3 separate regions of the Sus scrofa genome follow, and regions 1 and 2 are each linked to region 3. The links are chromatin contacts, called in public Hi-C and HiChIP or PLAC-seq maps. All regions are on one chromosome and are shown on one strand. Each heading gives the region's core, a stretch centred on a gene start, on an enhancer-like site or on the middle of the called end of the contact. The rest is flanking DNA. Distances are from core to core; before and after follow the strand shown.

Evidence for each region. A called contact is a pair of places that touch in the nucleus more often than the background predicts. HiChIP or PLAC-seq counts read pairs in DNA pulled down with a chosen protein or histone mark.
Region 1: a Hi-C map of liver shows a contact between it and region 3, with 10 times the contacts expected there. The contact joins two enhancer-like sites. A contact is called at or near these places in 1 of 47 Hi-C or Micro-C datasets (liver) and 1 of 2 datasets of contacts at active chromatin or transcription factors (alveolar macrophages).
Region 2: an H3K27ac HiChIP or PLAC-seq map of alveolar macrophages shows a contact between it and region 3. The contact joins two enhancer-like sites. A contact is called at or near these places in 1 of 47 Hi-C or Micro-C datasets (liver) and 1 of 2 datasets of contacts at active chromatin or transcription factors (alveolar macrophages).

What each region holds. Positions count from the first base shown.
Region 1 is chr6:1,602,373-1,606,933 of Sscrofa11.1, reverse strand. No RefSeq gene overlaps it. Among named protein-coding and RNA genes, the nearest start is that of KLHDC4, 22 kb to the left of the region's middle. Within about 2 kb of position 1,848, at least 23 of the 83 cell types and tissues checked have an H3K27ac peak or open chromatin away from gene starts, as enhancers often do. A contact at or near this core is called in liver, where this site is marked.
Region 2 is chr6:1,997,749-2,002,555 of Sscrofa11.1, reverse strand. C6H16orf95 reads right to left here. Exons shown (of 7, transcript XM_013998133.2): 1 at 1,643-4,807. Among named protein-coding and RNA genes, the nearest start is that of C6H16orf95, 3.7 kb to the right of the region's middle. Within about 2 kb of position 1,990, at least 63 of the 83 cell types and tissues checked have an H3K27ac peak or open chromatin away from gene starts, as enhancers often do. A contact at or near this core is called in alveolar macrophages and liver, where this site is marked.
Region 3 is chr6:1,796,814-1,801,660 of Sscrofa11.1, reverse strand. All of the region lies in intron 2 of LOC106510444 (a long non-coding RNA gene), which reads left to right. Among named protein-coding and RNA genes, the nearest start is that of JPH3, 32 kb to the right of the region's middle. Within about 2 kb of position 1,855, at least 21 of the 83 cell types and tissues checked have an H3K27ac peak or open chromatin away from gene starts, as enhancers often do. A contact at or near this core is called in alveolar macrophages and liver, where this site is marked.

The DNA of each region.
Region 1 (4,561 bases), core at 599-3,098, 190 kb after region 3:
TGGGGTTGTGGGTTCGATCCCTGGCCTTGCTCAGTGGGTTGGGGATCTGGTGTTGCCGTGAGCTGTGGTGTGGGTTGCAGACGCGGCTCGGATCCCGAGTTGCCGTGGTTCTGGTGTAGGCCGGCAGCTACAGCTCTGATTAGACCCCTAGCCTGGGAACCTCCATATGCCTCGAGTGTGGCCCTAGAAATGGCAAAAAGACAGGGAAAAAAAAAAAAAAGAAGGAAGGAAAGAAGGAAGGAAAAGAAGAAAGACTGATGAATCTTTGGACCAAAGTTCAATGTTGGGAGTTTTCTGTGCTCTTCGCTCTTGTCTACACAGCCTGCGAGTCTGCATTTGGCAATTCCCCTTATTCCCAGCCCAGGGCTCACACCTGAAAAAACCATAGAAACTTCCAAGAGGAACAAAGGGCCAGAGGGGAGTCAGGTTAGAGGGAATCAGCTTCTCTGACGGGTCCAGTCGGGTGCGGAAAGAGCCATCAGCCTGCTGGAACGAGAGCCCAGAATTCTTGGGTCCCTCCGGCTGTTTCATTCCTTGAGAATTAGCACAGAGGATGCTGCAGGTTTCAACAAACAAGGCTGGAGAGGGGAGTGGGGCCTGCGCTGAGCAGCCGAGGCTGTGGTCGTGGAGGGCCCAGGAGGTGCCAGCTGACCTGTGGGTCCTCCGTCCATGAGGCCACAAGCCGGCCATGCGTCAGCTTCAACTGTCCACTGTGTGGGATAATAAACGAGGCTTAGTGAAGATGCACAGATTCGCTGCCTGAAATGTGTTTCATATGCCCACCTCGAGCGACGGCCTGGGTGGGTGGCGGTGGGGCTTCTGATGGCAAACGCCCCCCCAACAACCACCTCTCGGAGGCAGAGGCTCAGATGGCATTGTTGGACCCTCCTCTGAGGAAAGCAAGCTGATTCTCTCTCCTTGGGGGTTCACTTTTGGCCTGTTTTTTTTTTTTTTTTTTGGTCTTTTTAGGGCCGCACCCGTAGCATATACGGGTTGCCAGGCTAGGGGTCGATTTGGAGCTACAGCTGCCGGCCTGCACCACAGCCACAGCAACGTGGGATCCAAGCTGCGTCTGCGACCTACACCACAGCTCATGGCAACGCTGGATCCTTAACCCACAGAGCGAGGCCAGGGATCAAACCCGCAACCTCATGGTTCCTAGTCGGATTCGTTTCCACTGAGCCACGATGGGAATTCCCACGTTTGGCCCCTTTGCTGGGCACCCCAGGGTCTCCAGGTCTCCAGAGGGTTCCTCCCTGGGGGGAGCAAATGAAAATAAACTCACATTAGCTTTTCCATTTTTCTTAACCCTGAGAAGACCCTTGCTTCTCTGGCCTTCTGTCTATTTGGCTGGTGCAGGCACTTTTCAGCCCCAGGCAAAATTATGCAACACTGTATTCCGGAGGTAATTGTATACCTCTCTGTAATTAAGAACCACGCCAGACAGTTTGAAGGTCCCTGGGACGCAGGGCAGGAACGGGAACTGTGCCGGGACTCAGCCGTGCTCGCCTCCAGGGCTTGGCTGTGCATCACCGCCCTCCTGGGCTCCCACACCCAGGAGGGACCAGCCACTTCCCGCTGCCAAGAGGCAGGCTGTCAGGGATTGTGTGGTCACAGGGCTCAGCCACGCTGCGGCACCCCGCCAACAGAACTCTCTGCTGCCAGCAGCCAAGGCCACACTCAGATCTGGGAGCGGAGGTCAAGGCGCAAGGTTGCCAGCTCACGGGAGGAGAGGCCCCGCAGGGAGGCGCAGCGTCTCCGTGCATGGTGCCGTCTTGTTACTGCTGAACCTCATTTGCTGAAGTGGCACAGTGAGTGTCCAGAGGCCGAGACTTGAGTCTCGATACAGGACACTGGCCCTTCTGTTCAGCCCCGGCTCAGGGCAAGAGCCCTTTGTGCGTCTGAATAGCTGGCCAGGAACTGGACGTCGCTCTGTGCCAAGTCTGGCGACAGGGCTGGCTTGGGCTCAGCGGCCTCTGCTGTGGCGCTTCATCTGCTTTACAAACATTTGGCGAATGTGGTTCGTGCATTCTGGGCTCACAGAGGCCTCGGCTCTCAGGGAACTCACAGCTGGCTCTCTGGGGGCACAGAGAGGACCAGGGCAATGCCAACACAGGTAGTTTTGGACAAGGTAAATGTGTGAGTGAATTAGGGCAGACAGGTAGGCAGGGGGCTGCTGTGCCCTGATGGGGGCCAGAGGGAGGGGCGGGACCACCCCTCGCAGGGCTGCAGGGATGGGGAGGGGAGATTCTGTTCTGAGCACTGTAGGAGCTGCAGGACGGGGGCAAGCTGGCCTGTGACATGAAGGCGCCCGCGATCTAAAAAGGGTACTCTCATCCCACCCCCCAAAAATAAAATACCTAGAAAGAAACCTGACCGAGGCGGTGAAAGACGTACATGCTGAGAACTATAAAATGTTCAGGAAGGAAATTAAAGAAGATTCAAAGAAGTGGAAAGCTATCCCACGCTCCTGCACCGAAGAGTCGGCATCGTGAAAGTGGACAGACTGCCCAAAGAGACCTACAGATTTGACGTGATCCTATCAAATTAGCCGTGATTGTTTTCACAGAACTAGAACAAAGAATCCAAACATTTATGTTAAAGACCCAGAATTGGAGTTCCCGTCGTGGCGCAGTGGTTAACGAATCCGACTAGGAACCATGAGGTTGAGGGTTTGGTCCCTGGCCTTGCTCAGTGGGTTAAGGATCCGGCGTTGCCGTGAGCTGTGGTGTAGGTTGCAGACGCGGCTCAGATCTCGAGTTGGCTCTGGCATAGGCTGGTGGCTACAGCTCTGATTAGACCCCTAGCCTGGGAACCTCCATATGCCACGGGAGCGGCCCAAGAAATGGCAAAAAGACCAAAAAAAAAAAAAAAAAAAAAAGACCCAGAATTGCCAAAGCAATCTTTGGGTGGGGGGGGAGCAGGAGGCATAACTCTCCCAGACTTCAGACAATATTACAAAGCTACAGTCATTGACAGTGTGGTATTGGGACAAAAACAGACATACAAACCAATGGAACAGAATAGACGGCACAGAAATAGACCCAGACACCGCCCCTCCATTAATCTTTGACAAAGGAGGCAAGAATATAAAATGAATATAAAACTCTCTTCAGCCAGTAGTGCTGAGAAAACTGGATGTCTGCAGTTTTCTCAATCAATGAAACTAGAACACACCCTCACACCACGCACAAAACAAACCCAAAACAGCTTAAAGACTTAAATGAGACAAGACACCATCAAACCCCTAGAAGAGAATCGAGGCAAAACCTCAGACATCAACGGTGCAAATATTTTCTTAGGTCAGTCTCCCAAGGCAATAGAAATAAAAGCAAAAATAAACCTATGGGACCTCATCAAACATACAAGTTTTTGCACAGCAAAGGAAACCTGTGGAATGGGAGAAAATAGTTGCATGTGATGCAGCCGACAAGGGGTTAATCTCGAGAATACGCAAACAACTCAAACCGATCAACAACAAAACAGCAAACAACCCAATCAAAAATGGACAGAAGACCTAAACAGACATTTCTCTAAAGAAGACATGCAAGTGGCCAACAGGCACACGAAGAAATGCTCAGCATTCCTAATTATTAGAGAAAGGCAAATCCAAACTTCTACGAGGTACCACCTCACACCGGTCAGAATGGCCATCATGAATAAGTCCACAGATAACAAATGCTGGGGAGGGTGCAGAGAAAAGGGAACCCTCCTGCACTGTTGGTGGGAATGTAAATTGGTACAACCACCATGGAAAACAGTATGGAGGTTCCTCAGAAAACTAAATGTAGAACGACCATATGACCCAGCAATCCCACTCCTGGGCGTCTATCCAAACAAAACTTTCATTCAAAAAGACACATGCACCCATATGTTCACTGCGGCACTATTCCCAATAGCTAAGACATGGAAACAACCTAAATGTGTATCGACAGATGACTGGATTAAGAAGTTGTGGTATACATACACAACAGAATACTACTCAGCCATCAAAAAGAACCAAATAATGCCATTTGCAGCCACATGGATGGAACTAGACTCTCATACTAAGTGAAGTAAGTCAAAAAGAGAAAAACAAATATCACATATTATTTATATATGGATTCTAATATATGGCACAAATGAACCTTTCCACAGAAAAGAAAAAAAACATGGACTTGGAGAACAGACTTGGGGTTGCCAAGGGGGAGGGAGAGGGAGTGGCGTGGACTGGGAATCTGGGGTTAATAGATGCAAACTATTGCCTTTGCAATGGACAAGCAATGAGATGCTGCTGTATAGCCCTGGGAACTATATCTAGTCACTTATGACGGAGCATGATAATGTGAGCAAAAGAATGTATATATATATGTGTGTGACTGGGTCACTTCGCTGTACAGTAGAAAATTGACAAAACACTGTGAACCAGCTATGATGAAAAAAGCAAAAATCAATAAAAAAGGAAATTAAAAAAAGAGGTGAATATATACACAATGGAATACTACTCAGCCATAAAAAAGGACAATATATTACCATTTACAGCAACATGGATGCAACTAGAGACTCTCTTAGCAAGTGAAGT
Region 2 (4,807 bases), core at 741-3,240, 200 kb before region 3:
CTAGGATACTTTATCAGACATCCTGAGCTTACCTGGAATACTGAAGGAAAATACTGTCAAAACTGTACATCTAATGAAATTCCTTGCAGTATAAAAACCTGAGTGCCTTGTCTCTGGGATGACAACACAACACACACAGACAACACAGACTCTGTTACTCTAGTATCATGATAATCATTATTATTACTATCTTATTATGACAATAGCTTCAGGTCATTGAGCTCAACTCCTCCATCTGATCCTTGAAAACACAGAGGATGTGGGATATTGCTCTGCTCCCTAAGGGTCATGATAGCACTGCTGTTTCCCTGGGTGGGAAGAGGGGCCCACAACCCCAACCCAGTAAGTGAACCCAGCTCATCTCAGAGGATGGCTCAGAATGGTGTCATAACCCAAATCAGCCTAATGAAAGGCATTTTGGACTTGGTGTTGAAAACAATGGGAGAAGGAATGTCATTTTCTGTTGACACTGTAAGCCTCCAGAGGTCTTGGTGGTCATTTTCCCTCCAGGAGGGGAAGAAAGCAAAGCTGAAAGACTGAAACAGGAGTTTCCACCATGGCGCAGTGGGTTAAGAATCTGTCTGCAGTGGTTTGGGTCACTGCCATCAAGCAGGTTCAATCTCCAGCCCAAAGCAGTGGGTTAAAGGAAAGGATCTGGCTTGCCACGGCTGCAGCAGCTCAGATTCCACTCCTAGACCAGGAATTTCCATATACCATGGATGTCATGGGTGTGGCCATAAAAAGAAAATGAAAAAAAGATGGAGACAAACAGTCCTTGACCATAGTCCTTGAGAATCTGGATACATCCACGCCTGATGACTTACTCCTGACATGTTCACTTAGTGAAATAATTAATTGCTCCTTTGTGCTTACAAGTGTAAATGTGGTATCTGTCCTATCTACCTGACAGGTACAAGCTACTATGGGCTGGGGTGACTCAAGGGTCCTGGGGCTCCCCCAGGTCACTTGAGATTGCTAGGGCTTCCTCTCATGACTCAAGGTCAGGGCCCCTCAGGTGAACCTGGGGTCATGGGCCCCTCAGGTGACTGGGGGTCGGGGCCCCCTCAGGAGAAGTTGGGGTTGGGGTCCCTCTGGTGACTAGGGGTTGGGGCCCCTTCAGGTGAACTCGGGGTCAGGGCCCATTTAGGTGAACTCGGGGTCGTGGGCCCCTCAGGAGAACTCCGGGTAGGGGGCCCCCTCAGGTGAAGTTGGAGTTGGGGTCCCTCAGGTGACTGGGGGTTGGGGCCTCCTCAGGTGAACTCGGGGTCGGGGCCCCATTTAGGTGAACTCGGGGTCGGGGCCCCTCAGGTGAACTTGGGGTCGTGGGCCCCTCAGGTGACTGGGGGTCGGGGCCCCCTCAGGAGAAGTTGGGGTCGGGGCCCCCTCAGGTGAACTCGGGGTCGGGGGCCCCTCAGGAGAACTCCGGGTAGGGGGCCCCCTCAGGTGACTGGGGGTCGGGGCCCCTCAGGTGAACTTGGGGTCGTGGGCCCCTCAGGTGACTGGGGGTCGGGGCCCCCTCAGGTGAACTCGGGGTCGGGGGTCCCTCAGGTGACTGGAGCCGAGGCCCCGCAAGGGAGCCCGGGGTCTGGGTTCCCTCAGACGTGGCGGGGGGCCCAGCGTGCAGGACTGAGGGGACACTTGCCTGTCATGACGCGCTTGGGGTGACTGCGCGCTGACAGACCGAACGGACACCTGAAGGCTCCCGAAAGTGGCCGCTGCGGCTCTGCTTAGCGGCTGTCAGGGTGCTGACGAGGTTCATGAGGACAGCCGTGACGAAAGCTGGGGGCTGGCTCACGCGCGTCACTCCTCGCGCAGCCCTGCCTCCGCCCGCCCACGGGGCCTGCCGCGACCCCGAGGTCCCTCCTCTTCCGCCCTCCCGCCCCGCCGAGGCCCGGCCCTTCCGGCGACGGCCCTCTGATCCCACCGCTGATTGGGCCTTGACTAGCCAATAAGACGCTGCCTTCTAGACACGTGCACGCATCATCTGGCGGCCGATTGGACCCAAGCAGCACGGGGCTCGAGGTGGGCGGGGCGAGGTGAGACGAGGCGCCGCCGGGCCCTGGGGCGGGGCGAAGGTGGGACCGGACCCGTGTGGGCTCCTCTCCGTGGCGGCCCTGGCGTGGCTCTGGTGGGCGTTGCTCCGGAAGACCCCCTCCCACGAGTCAGAGAAACCCACGCACCGTTTCCACGGAAGGGCCTGCGGGGCCGTGGGGCGCCCCTGCCCGGGTCTCTGTCCCCTGGAAAGGAAGAAAGAGGTGGGACCTGCACCCCTGCGCCTTCAGGCGCCGGGGAGCATCTCTGTAGGAGTGTATCCCACGCAGGACCTGAAACATACTTGTATTTAAAGTGGTCGGTGGAGTTCCCCTAGTGGCTCAGCGGAAGTGAATCCCACTAGGAACTATGAGGTTTTTGCTTCGAGCCCTGGCCTCGCTCAGCGGGTTAGGGATCCCGCGTTGCCGTGAGCTGTGGTGTAGGCCGCCAGCTGTAGCTCTGATTGGACCCCTAGCCTGGTAACCTACATGTGCCGCGGGTGCGACCCTGAAAAGCAAAAAAAAAAAAAAAAAGTCCATTGTTTTTCTGACGTTCAGATTTAACCGGGCACCCCTAATGTCTCTTGACGAATTGGGCTGAAATTTTGACTTTAGAGAATGTGTATTTCTTGAGCAGCCTCTGGGGAGAAGCCCGTGGAATTCAGAACAGCCGACATCCAGAAGTGCCGGTGCCGCTTTGAACTCTCGGCCTGTTTTCTTCTGCTCTTTGGTCTCCGTTTTCTCCACCCTCGCACGTGTGCCTTCCCGGCAGTTTCGGAAAGTGGAGACAGGATGTTTGTTTTCACCTTTTAGTAAAATCAAATGCTTTCTGCTTCCCTGTGTTCTTTACCACAAGATCTGATTTGCATTTCAGTATCTTCATGCTAACTTTAATATTCTTGATTAATACCAGTATTTGCTCAAGTCATCATAAGCATCTTTAGCCCTGATGGGCCACACCTTCATTTGCTGCATGCTAGCCATGGGCAAACAGGATGCGCCCAGGCACTGCTGCATGCTAGCCATGGGCAAACAGGATGCGCCCAGGCACTGCTCAGGTTTCTTGGCTCCTTTATTAAACAGGTTTTAAGTTCATGACCTGTGAACAGGGCTGAGCTTCTAGCCAGCACCAATGCTGAATGGGCAGTGCTCTACCATATTAGCTGCTTATTACTTCAAACATCACCCTCCATACAGTGGTCTGTGTGTCACCATGGGTCCATTAATAGCTAATGACAAAATTATCCAGGAATCTCACCATTAGCCTAGTGTTTTATTCATGGCTGTCTCACCTCAGCCCACCATGGAGGGCCCTTGGCTTCTGTGCCATCTCCATTCTCCAGAGCCCAGTGGAACGTTGCTGTAGCATAGAAAACAGTGGAAGCTCTGGCCCTCACCACTGGTACACTGTCTTGTCATTCCATGTCAAGAGTAGCTCATCACCAACCCCATCCTCACCAAGAATGGCTAAAATTAGAAGGACTGACAGTTTATAAAGGATGTGGCAGCTAGAACCCTCAGATACTACTCACAAAAGGGATACTGCCATATAGGCAGACTGTGTTTACAAAGCCTAAATGTGCGAATACCCTATGAGCCAGCAGTTCCTCACCCAGCTTTAGTCCACCGGAAGACATGGACAGAAACCCCACAGCAACTTCCTTCTAACAGCTCCAAGCTAGAAATGGCCCAAATGTCCATTCAGAGGAGAAAAGATTAGAAAGAAAATTTAGGGCGTATTCACAGAGGAGCTCTACCCAATGAGGAAAAGCACACAACCGCAACCCACAACACTGTGAACAAGGGGTCAAAGAGCAAAGACCACATGGCGAAGCCTACACGTGCTTCCAGAACAGGCACAACAAAGCCAGGCCAGCAAATCCATCACCACATGTGCTGCTGACCCCACTTATTGTTCCAGAGTACTGCGTGCAAGTGACAAGGGCCCCCCATTCCCTACCCTACCTCTTTCTGTGTGTATCAGACAAGTCATCTAACTTCTGTGCCTCAAACCAATCCCAAAGGAAGTTTGAAAAGACCAGTTCACACAGCATGAAAGGTGCTTAAGAGACAGCCAGGCAGAGTCAGCTTCCGTGCAAGTCAGCCGTCACTATGTAAGTGTGGCAGAACTGTACCTTTTCCCTCATACTGTCCCGTTTCCCTCCCACTTCAGGCAGGGCTTGGCTCACTGCCACTGTCTCAGGGGAGAAGCCTATGGCTGCCAAACACGTAGCTGCCAGGCTTTTGTTTCCAAATCCCCAGAGAGTGGGAGGAGGAGCAGGATAAGAGCCCTGCCTCCCAGAGTCACTTGAAGTGTGTTCCCTACCCAAGGACCCCTGGCTGAGGGCCCCAGTGGGGCCGGCATTTAGCCTGTGCTCACCTGGCCTGCGCCTGTGCCTGCGCCTGCTCACTGAAGCCCCTTATATGATTTACACAGGAGCACACTGGGCTGACCAGGCCAGAGGCCTGCCCCGAGCAGCAGGAAAGCCCACTGAGAAAGCTGAGAAACTGCTAAATGCAAGAAGCCAGACTAAGAAAGCTTCGTACTATGTAATTTTGTTCATCTGACATTCTAGAAAAAAGCTAAACTATAGGGATGGAGAACACTGGCTTTACAAGTGGGGGTGCCGGCTCTGAAGGGGAATACCAGGGATTCTGAGGATGGTGGAACATTGTGTATCTTACATTCTCTGCAACCCTCAAAACAATGTTTGCAGAAGGGATCTATTGTGCAACATCAGTGTCTTTTGGGAGGTCTGCAAAACTGAGTGCTCAAC
Region 3 (4,847 bases), core at 606-3,105:
GACTCCATCTCCAGACCAGAGAGGGGGTCAGGTCGGATCCAGAGCGGTCTGAAGGATGGGCCAGAGTCTGGATGGGGAGACTGAGGCCAGAGGGCCCCCCTGTGAACGGCAGCTGACACCCCTTCCTGGCCACCAGCGCTGCCCAGGGCCGTGTGTCGAGCAGGCCTGGCCCCCAGCGCCCACCTGCCCCGCGACGCCTGCCGAGTCCTGGAAGGGCTTCTCCGTGGTCAGCCTCCTTGCTGGCCAGGGCACCGTCCTTGCTGCTGGACGCCACCGCCCTGCCTTTGCTCCTTGCCTGAAACGCCCTCACTTCCCACTTTGCCGACAGCCTCAGGCCGAGCCCCACACCCCCAGCTCCCCGCCTCTGCCGGTTGCTCACAGCGGGCTGATGTCTCCGCTTCCTGCCAGCCAGCGCCCTCCCGTCCTGCCAAGACCTTAGGAACGCGGCTGGGGCGGGCGCTGACCGCCCTGGGAGACCCTGGGGCGGCTGTGGCCCTCGAGGCCCTCCCGAGGAGGGGGGCAGCGCACAGCTCTGGGTCAGCCTCACCTGGGTTCAAATCCTGACCCCCGCGGTTTACCAGCTGGGTGACCCTGAGCAGCCTCTCTAACCTTCGAACCCTCCGTTTCCTCATCGGCGACATGCACTTGGTCACGGAGCTTGAAGAGACATGTTCTGCCCTTGCTTGGTTGCATCCAGCACCTGTCCACCACCTGTCCATCCGCCTGTCCATCCGCCTGTCCATCCCTTCATCCATGCGCCCACCCGCCCGTCTATCCATCTTATTCTTTTTGTATTTCAGAGCATAAATATTTCTCCCTAAATACTTCAACTTGCGCAGCATTAGCAAGACTTGGATATTTCAGAAACTTAATTTTACTTCTGGATGTGCAGATGGCCAAGTCCTGCCTCCGTCTTGCCTCTCCCCACTTCCACCTGAAGCCACAGGCTGAGAGATCCTGATCCAGGGACCAGAGGACCCTCCTAATTCCCCCCAGACCCCTGGCCCCTGGCAGACCCTCTTCCCCAGGAAATCTGAGGATAGACAGGCGCTGGCGTCTTCGCTCCCTGGGTGCTCATGTCTCCCCACGGCTTCAGTGTGAGCTGAGTGCTGCTTTGCTGCTGGGGAGACATATGTGCGAATTCTTCCCTTCATGTCTTGCCAGCTCTGCTTCTCATGCAAAGCTCATTGGCTCGGAACAGCTGCTCTTAGAGGTAGTGAGCTCCCCGTCACTAGAGTTAAGCAAAGACCTGGTGAACTGCTCTGGAGGGTGTGGGAGGATGCCACAGAGAGGATTCAAATCCAGAACAGGGTGAGGCTGCGTCAGGGCCTCTCCACCTGGACACTGTTGCTGCTCTGGGCTGGATAACTGCTGGGGAGGGGGGACGCCCTGCGCTCTGCTGCATTTTGCAGCATCTCTGGTCTCTGTCCACTAGATGCCAGTAGCCCTCCCACCCGCCAAACGACAACTAAAAATGCCTCCGATCATTGTCAGAGGTCCCTAGTGGGAACTTGCCCCCAGCTGAGAACTCCTGGACAGGAGGAAGTTGAAGCTCCTTCCTTCCGTCTTGAAATTCCGTGGTTTATCCTGCTCCCAGGACATACCCCCCCCCCCAGTGCTGCATCCTTCTGTTGCTATGGAAACCGGGAATGATCTTGCCTCCTCAATTTCCCTTGCCCCCCCCCCCTTTTATGCCTTCTTTCAGCCAACAAACCCACAGTGCGAGCCCAGGGGACACTCCCGCAGGCAGCTCTTGGGTTCCCCTTCTGTCCGCAGGGAGCGACAGCAGCCTGACGTCCGAAGACAGATTGAGGGTTGAGTGAGAGGTGCTTGGCGAGGCACCAGCAAAGCGTGGCAGGCACAGGGCACAGCAGCTCTGGGAGCTGGGATGAATGCCGGCAGCAGCAAAGGGCGTGGCCAGGCCTCACTGCCCGGACAGGCAGGCTGAGGGCTCATGGCCGATCTGAACCTGCTGGAAGGCGGCTCAGCTGCAGGTGGAGGAGCTGTGGGTGCAGGAGCAGAGGCGGGTGGGTCTTGGCAGTATATTCCCAACACAGAACACTCGTCTGGCGTGGTCCTTGCCCCTGGAGGCAACAGCCCCCAAGGGATTTAAGCAGAAGTGTGGAGGGTGGGGAGTGGCGGTGGCAACATCTGTTGTGAGCAAGAAGGAGGCAGGAAAGAGGACTGGGAGGCAGGGGGAGGCAGTTAGAGCAGTCCAGAAACTAGATGGTGAGGGCTGGACCGATGGTGCTGGCCGGAGGAAGGGCTGGGTAGGTGCAGAGAGGGAAGCTCTTCCTAAGAAGAGTGGAGCCACGCCTCCTAGGGGTGGGACAGGCCTCCTGGGGAGGGACCAAGATCTCCTGGGGTGGAGCCAGACCTTGTGGGGGTGGGGGGAGGGTCAGACCTCCAGAGGTGGAGCCGGCCCTCTTGGGGGGACCAGGCCTCTGGGGTGGACCCAGACCTCCTGGGTGGACCCAGGCCTCCTGCAGGTGAGCCAGCCTCCTGCGGGTGGAGCCAGGCCTCCCAGGGGTGGACCCAGGCCTCCTGGGGTGGACCCAGACCTCCTGGGGTGGACCCAGGCCTCCTGCAGGTGGAGCCAGGCCTCCTGCGGGTGGAGCCAGGCCTCCAGGGGTGACCAGGCTCCTGGGTGCAGGCCTCTGGGTGGACCCAGACCTCCTGGGGTGGACCCAGGCCTCCTGCAGGTGGAGCCAGGCCTCCCAGGGGTGGAGCCAGGCTCTTGGGGTGAAGCCAGGCCTCCAGCGGTGAAGCCAGACCTCCTGAACCGGAGCAGGCCACCAGGGGTGGAGCCAGGCCTCTTGGGGCGGAGTCGGACCTCCTGGGGGTGGACAGGCCTCCTGGGGTGGAGCTAGGTCTTCTGAGGTGAAGCCAGAGCTCCTGCGGGTAGAGCCAGAGCTCCTGAGGGAAGCACCACACTTTCTAGAGGCAGTGCCCTGTACCCTAGGGCGGAGCCAGTGGAGGGGCGCCAGGCCTGGGGGCGGAGCCAGGTCATGGCCTGGCTGGAGAAGGCAGACACAAATGTGCCCGCCTTCATAGCCCTTTCGCTGCTCAGGCCTGCTTTTCACGGGGCTGCCTCTGTGTCTCCATCACAGTCTTAACCATCTGGCCAGCCAGCACTTAAGAGATCACGGCCCAAGCAAGTGCCTGGAGGGACTGGAGAAACAGCCTGGGCTCCATCCCTGGGCGTCTGGTGACGTCACCCCAAGTCTCTGCACCCAGTGAAGGATGCAGGCACGGCCCTGAGGGGCTGCGCCCCACCTGGGGGAGTCTGAGCTCCCGCACGGGGAGAATGCACGGAACAGCGTGGTCCCCGCTGCCTCTGGGTGGAATAGAACAACCTCTGATCGGGGAGCGTGTCTGTGCCTCCGTGTCTCTGGGAGACCTCGGGAGCCGGGGCAGCTGCTTGCCGCGGGGGGACCTGTCTGGAAGCCACAGAGCTCTCCCTCTCATCTGGAGAATGTGCACGGCCTCGGCTCCGCTCGGATCCCCCATGGAAGAAGGAAGCAGGCACGACATGGAGGGAGGAGGCTCAAGGCAGCGTGGGCTCCTCTGTTCCTGCCAGCAGAGGTGGGGCCATGCCAGGTGACAGGTGAGATGACAGATGGTGGCTGAGGGGAGTGACAGTCTGTGGGGTAACGAGCTAGCTCATCATCAGGCCGTATTTGTTGGTGGCGGAGAACCCAGCCGCTGTCCAGCCGACTCGGCCCAGGGAGCTGAGGTCCGGCCTGCGGTGCCTGCGCGAAGAGGCTCAGCCCTGTCTGTGTGCCGAGGGCCCTTTGTCACCTCTCCATAAGGAGCCAGCTTCCCAGCTCTGCCTCCTGAAGCTGACAGGCTTCAAACGCAGGTCCTGGGCTCCTCCACCTGCAGAGGAGGGGTCAGCGGGTCAGAGGGGCCCAGCAGCCTGCCTTTCGAGACCCACTCTGGGTGGTCCTGAGTCCCTGGCTTATTCCAGAGCCACACCCAGGCCCGGCTCAGGGAGCCCCTCCCCTGGGCTGGGCACGGCTCCCTTGACTTCCGTTTCGTGCCATTTAGTTCTCACGGGGGGGAGTACTGCCCACGAGGTATCACGGACAAGGAGACAGAAGCCTGGGACGGATGCTCCCGGCCCGTCAAGGTCACACCGCTGTCTGGGAGGAGCCTCCCACCCGACGGCCTCGCCCTCTGTCTGACCAAGCCTCACCCCGTGTTGTCTGGTGTCGGCTCATAAGGTGCCTGGCGTGGCTGCTCGCCTAGGGCAGAGGGGCAGACTGAGCCTCGGGTGCTGTGGAACCACTCTGTGTGCCAGCCCCACAGGGAGGGGTGCTCGTACTTGTCAGGGGAGCAGAAGCAAGAGGGCGAGTGTGCGTGTGTATGTGGAGAAAGGCGTCGGCACTTTATTCCTTTTTATTGCCAAATAACCATCCATCATAAGGACATGCAGTGTTTATCCACTCATGAGTCCAGAGGCACTTGGGTTGTTTTCTTTCATTGACTTTTTAGGAGTTCCCATTGTGGTGCAGCAGAAACGAATTGACGCAGATCCATGAGGATGCGGGTTCGATCCCTGACCGCACTCAGTGGGTTAAGGATCCGGCGTGGCTGTGAGCTGTGGTGTAGGTCGCAGACACTGCTCGGATCCTGTGTTGCTGTGGCTCTGGTGTAGGCCAGTGGCTACACCTCCGATCGGACCCCTAGCCTGGGAACCTCCACATGCCGCAGGTGCAGCACTAAAAAGCAAAACAGAACAGAACAAAACTTGTTAAAGATTTTTATTTATAGACGTTTAAAATCGGAATACAAGTGACTTAGGCTGTCACGTGACAAACACAATGCGTCTGTATGTTGCTCAC